Regions from separate parts of the Oryctolagus cuniculus genome. Here region 2 is linked to region 1. Evidence: chromatin contacts called from public Hi-C data. All regions are on one chromosome and are shown on one strand. Each heading gives the region's core, a stretch centred on a gene start, on an enhancer-like site or on the middle of the called end of the contact. The rest is flanking DNA. Distances are from core to core; before and after follow the strand shown.

Evidence for each region. A called contact is a pair of places that touch in the nucleus more often than the background predicts.
Region 2: a contact with region 1 is called in a Hi-C map of skin fibroblasts, with 4 times the contacts expected there. The contact joins the promoter of SLC39A13 here to the promoter of NDUFS3 in region 1. A contact is called at or near these places in 2 of 6 Hi-C or Micro-C datasets (ear pinna and skin fibroblasts).

What each region holds. Positions count from the first base shown.
Region 1 is chr1:18,411,107-18,413,971 of mOryCun1.1, forward strand. NDUFS3 (NADH:ubiquinone oxidoreductase core subunit S3) reads right to left here and starts at 1,442. Exons shown (of 7, transcript XM_002709101.5): 1 at 1,286-1,442; 2 at 1,109-1,174; 3 at 38-135. The coding sequence starts at 1,349. It overlaps KBTBD4 (kelch repeat and BTB domain containing 4), which reads left to right and starts at 1,360. Exons shown (of 4, transcript XM_002709100.5): 1 at 1,360-1,515; 2 at 2,398-2,865. The coding sequence starts at 1,497.
Region 2 is chr1:18,583,399-18,586,263 of mOryCun1.1, forward strand. It overlaps SLC39A13 (solute carrier family 39 member 13), which reads right to left and starts at 1,410. Exons shown (of 10, transcript XR_007922289.2): 1 at 1,275-1,410; 2 at 1-51.

The DNA.
Region 1 (2,865 bases), core at 192-2,691:
CTTTTCCGTACTCCGACCCACACAACAGCAGCATTACCTGAACGTGCTGGACATACTTGGGCAGGATTTCAGCCACGTATTCCCCGAAAGCTGAGAGTTGCTTGTGGGCCACGTCATTCCGTGGTCTGACAGTGGCTGGAAAGAAAAGAGACAGTCAACAAAGGAACGGAGGGAGCCGCAGCCGGCCTTCCACAGTCTCTCGGGCTTCTAAGGGGCGTCATGTCCCAGCAGAGATCCCTGGAGACCCTCGAGAAAGGTGGGACTGGAAGCCATGAGAACGTGGGGAAATAACATCTCAACCACAGTCCACAGGACTCAGCACTGCAACTGCGATGTTGGCATCTTTCAGAACGCCCACAGCTCTCTGACATAGGGCGCAATCTCAGCTCCCCTGCTAGACCAGGAGCTGAGGACAGGAACCAACACTTTTGCTTTTCCGTATCTCCTTATCCCAGGTTCTCAAGCTAAGAACTTTAGGGCTGAAGAGCCCTCAGAGATGATTTCTTGAAATGGTCAGGGTTTGTTTTGTTTGTATGAGACAAAGGAGACCCAGAAAGGAGGGGATGCCAGGTCTGCCAGCTCCCAGCCTGCTTATCATGTTGACTGCAACACAGGATCTCCCTGCAATGACCTAAATCACTGACAAGCTGCAGAGTGCTGGGTGGGCCCGCTCTGTCACTCACTAGGCCTGTGACCCGGGCAATTTCACTCTCCGGGTCTGCAGTGTGGGGAGTTACTAGCTACATCCTAAAAATGACATGAAGACTACAGAAGATCATTCACTAAAAAGCCGAGTGAGGAGCTCTGACACAGAGGAAACACCGGGAGCTGCTAGCATCCCACGGCTCAGACCCAGAAGTTAGGTTTCCTGCTCTTTCATAAGAGCTGGCAGTTCAGTCAGAGAAACAGGGTCACGGAGGTGGCCAAAGGACAATCAGGCAGTAACAGAAGGGTCTAAGAGCACGGACGCGGCTGGCTTCTGCAGTCAGGTTTCCAAGGACAGGAAGGCATCCGCCAGGGGCACGCGGTGAAGGGCACCCTAGGCAAGGACCCCGGTGAGCAGTCCCCGTCGGCGGGACGGAGAAGAGCGCTGCCCGCACATACTCACGGCGCGTGTCGGCCGCGGCGCTCTCCTTCCTCACCGGCAGCAACAGCACCGAGGGTCGCCCGGTCCCTGCACAGGCAGATAAAAGGCACAGACGCGCGGGGTGAGGCGTGAGGAGCTCAGCGCGCCGGGCGCGCCCCTCCTCTTAAACCCGGCCTCAGCCGATTGCCCCCTGCTCACCCCTGGCCAGCGTGGCGGCCCTCACGAGACCGCGCCACCAGCCCCTAGCCGCCACTGCCGCCATGTTGCCCGGATGTCCACCAACTAGCCCAGGGAAGGTTCGCAGGACACGGAGCCCCAAGGGCACGGACCGGAAGCGGAAGTGTGCAGCAGATCTTCTTCCGGGCGGACTCGAGGCCGGAAGCAGGGGTTCCGGATTCCGGGCACCGGGATGAAAGGAGGGAAGGCAGGTGAGAAAACGCGACGGACAGGTGGGAAAGCCGTGAGGTGGACGTAGCCTTAGCTCAGTGTGACAGAGGCTGGAGAGAAGGTGAGGACGCCGAAGACCTGGGGGGTGAAGGGAGGGAAGGAGCGGGCGTTCTGGGTTCTACGTTCCACACCCCTCCCCCGCTCTCCAGCCTAAGCTTTTGACGAGGGCAGGCGGGACTGAGGGGGAAGAACCGTTTCCCTGGCGACCGTTTCCCTGGCGACACCAGGTGGAGTGGGGACCCTGCACTGGGTGATGGACCTCCTAGTGCCCCGGGCTGGGGGCGGCTGGGCTCTGTCTCGAGTTCCGGGACGGAGCCTTGGGAAGTCATTAGGGCAGGCCGGGAAGTGGGTGGGGGAGAAGCTCAGAACAGCAGGAGTGGGGCTGACGGCTGTCCCGGGCCAAGCCTCAAACTGGAGGGTCTGGGCCCCATGCATAGGGCAAGAGGTGACTTGGCCACAAGGACGTAGATCTTGTTTTGTGTAGTTCTGCTGCCCGAGGATCCCTAGTTTTATGCTCGAGTTGGTTGCTTAGTAAGGCTTTTAAGGTCACCAGCTTTTATGTGTGGTCCTAAATCCTGTCTTTTGTTAACATTATGAAAGGAATATTACGTATTTTCTCAAGGAAGCCCCCAGAGTTGGAGCTTTGGTTGATTTCACTGGGGGAGGGATGCCTTCGCAGGAGAGAGAACCTGGCTTTGGATGCAGGAGAGGGTCAGGGGCATCATCCGCAGGGCCAGGACTGAGGCCAGTGTGGACCCACTTTGCCCTCACCTTTCCCTTCTCCCTGCCTCATTTGGAGAGTTGGATTCACAGACTGTGGCTGTGAATTCCCCCAAGTTACCCGGGGTGGTATTGCTTTGCAGACAGCTGGCAGAGAGAGAAGCTGGCTACCATGGAATCACCAGAGGAGCCCGGAGCGTCCATGGATGAGAACTACTTTGTGAACTACACTTTCAAAGACCGGTCACACTCGGGTCGTGTGGCTCAGGGCATCATGAAACTGTGTCTGGAGGAGGAGCTCTTTGCTGATGTCACCATTTCCGTGGAAGGCCGGGAGTTTCAGCTCCACCGGCTGGTCCTTTCAGCTCAGAGCTGCTTCTTCCGGTCTATGTTTACTTCCAACCTGAAGGAGGCCCACAACCGGGTGATCGTGCTGCAGGATGTCAGCGAGTCTGTGTTCCAGCTCCTGGTTGATTATATCTACCACGGGACTGTGAAACTTCGAGCTGATGAGCTGCAGGAAATCTATGAGGTGTCAGACATGTATCAGCTGACGTCTCTCTTTGAGGAATGTTCTCGGTTCTTGGCCCGCACGGTACAAGTGGGAAACT
Region 2 (2,865 bases), core at 160-2,659, 170 kb after region 1:
TTCGGCCCGCCATGCCACAGCCAGAGAAGGGACATCCAGGCATGCCACGAGCTGAAAGACACAAAGGCCGCTTACGTGAGCTGCCAGCCTGGGCTGTGCACCTGCTCAGGCCACGCGGCGCCTCCCCGCCCCTCCCAGAGGCCATGGAATCCACCCGGGACCCGATGGTGGGCGTGCAGAGCAAGGGGGCTCTGCTCCACCGCACGCCACACGCCGGCTCCTCAGGAGCAAACATTTTTTCCCTCTGAGCCAGCAGCAGGCAGCGGTGTAGCAGCGTGTCTGCCAGAGGCTACGCTTTCTCTGATGACAGGGTGAGGCTCTGGCTGGGCTCCATCCAGCCACCGGCCAGCCCGGCCCAGCTGGGTGTCTCTGGTTGCCAGGGGAGGCTGCGCCGCCAGCATGGGCCCAGGGTGAGGACAGCCCAGGGATGGAGGCTGCCACTGTCCAGCCAGATGGGGAGGCACAGGTGGGGGAGGCTGAGCAGCTGAGCCAGGACCACCAGACCTGATCGTGATGAGCCCACGGCCCGGCAGGGCTGACAGGAGGTGGGGCTGGCGAGCAGGCTGCTCCTCCGCGAGATGCCCAAGTTTTACAGACTCAGAGAACTGGGGGCGAGCGCGGCCTTCCTGCCACGGTGGTCAGGGTGGGGTGGGCGAGAGGGCAGGTGGCCGGGCCAGCACGGCCCAGGCACAGAGAGGGGGCAGCCCGCAGGGACGTATCCGCTGGCGGATCACGGGGAATCAGTCACAGGATGGGGCCGTGCCTGACTCAACCAAGTGAGGAGTTCAGGCTGGAAACTCGGCGTGTGAGTCCGCCCTGACTTATGACCTTGACCTGGTTCGGCTCTGCCTCAGTTTCCTCACCGGCTGGGCTAGGGAGGGGCGCGGGAAGGCGGCTGCCCCTGGGCGGTGGAAAAGATGCCTATGTCCGGGGAGGGCTGGGGTGGGGGGCTCCGGGCCTTCGCTGTCCCAAGCCCCCGAGGATGGCACCGGCTGGGCTCCACCGGGGACCAGAGGCAGCCCCGGGCCAGGCCGAGTCCGGGCCGGGTCACCCAGAGGGGAAGGGACCCCAAGTTTGGGAGAGGAGCAGAAGAAGAGAGTCAGATGCAGGGGGTCAGCACGGGAGAGCGGGCGCAGGGAGCGAAGGCGGAGACCGGGAGCAAGTGTGGGCGGCAAGGGAGAGGAGTCCGAGGCAGGCAAGTTAAGTCGCGGGCTCCGGGAGAGGGGTCCGGCCCGACCGGGCGAGCCGCGCGGCTCGGGTCCGCGGTCACTCACCGTGCGGCGGCGGCGGCGGCGGCGGCGCTCCAGGCGGCCCCGGCCATCCAGCTGCGGCGCCGCGCCCCGCCCCGGCTCGGCCCCGCCCGGCCCCGGCCGCCCGGCCCCCGGCCCGGAGCCGCCCCCCGCGCGCGGCCACGTCACACCGGGCCTGTCCGGAACCTGACGCGCTGCGCGCCGTGGGGCCTCGGGGGGCGGCGGCGGAGCGCGCTTCCGCCTCGCAGCCCTGGGGGACCCGAACGGCCAGCGCACTTCCGCTCGGGCCGGGCCACCGGGCGGCTAGGGGAAAGCGGACGGAAGTGAGGTTCCCCGCCCCTGGCGGAAATCGCGTTCTGCCGGGCCGGCCGGCCGGCGGGGGCGGCGATCGGGCCGGGCGGCTGGACTTGGGGGCTCTGCCGACCGCTTCCTCTCTGGGCTGCAGTCCCGCCCGCGGCCGCACGGGGGCGCGCCCGGCCGCCAGACCGCGCCGACCGAAGCCGTCCGGGGGCTGGGATGGCCGGATGGCTGCGGCGCTCCTGCTCTGAGTCAACCGGGCCTGGCTCCTCCAAGAACCAGGGAAAGGGGAAGTGCCTGCCGCAGGGAGGGGCCTGGCCCCGGGAACCTCAGAAGAGGGAATTTTATTCTTACTCATCGAATTATTTTTATGCTTTGGTTTTTCGCTGGGAACCTCAGGCCACTGTCTCCAAGACTTGTAACCCTTTGGGGTCCACTGCACGCTGGCTGGACCTCCTGTTGGGAACGCCAGAGCCTGGGGAGCTCCGCGCTCTGCTCACGGAGAGAAAGCCAGGCCTGACCTCTTCTCTCATCTCAGAGTAGGGCTGCAAACGGCATTGTAACCACAGCGTACTGAGCACCTACTGTGTGCCGTTCGCTCTGCGCGCACCATCTCACTGGGTCCTCGTTTGTCCTATTGAGGTGCATATTGCTAGCCCTGGGTCACAGCCCAGAGCCACCTCCACCTCCAGGGCCTCCACCGCTGTGGGCGTCTGGCCCAGCAGTTCACTTTGCATCCTTTCTCTGGGAGTCACCCAGGACAGGAGAGGGAGGGAGCATTTGGATCCTTGAGGTTACACCGGAGCAGGGGTCCCGAAGCCTCCCATGTCACTTTTCCCCCTCCTGGGCACAGTCTGGTTCTGGCCCCACCTGCTGCTCCAATGGCTGCTCCTGCCGGGACCCCAGCTCCCCGTGGGGAGAAGGACCTGCTTCTCCTTGGAAGGCTTTCTGCCTGCCTCACCCCCACCAGAACCACGGGGCTGCCGGGACACCTTTCTGGTCCCCTGCAGAATTCTAAAACGGAAGTCTCCGGTTAGTTTGTCTGCAAAGGGAGGAAGACACACAGAGATGCTGCCCCCGGGAATTCAGATGTCCCTCTCTGCGTATGCAAATCACCCTCATCATATGCAAAGTGCTTCACAATATGCAAATGATTTCACAATTACAGAGTCAGCATTTCTGCCTCTGGGGGTTGAGGGCTTTGGGCCACCCAGCAAGGGGGTGGACAACACTCAGCCAGAAAGCCCCTCGCTGCCCACTCGCACCTGGCCTGGAACTTCCACCATCGGACTCATCAGAGGTCGGAGTCCTGTGTGGT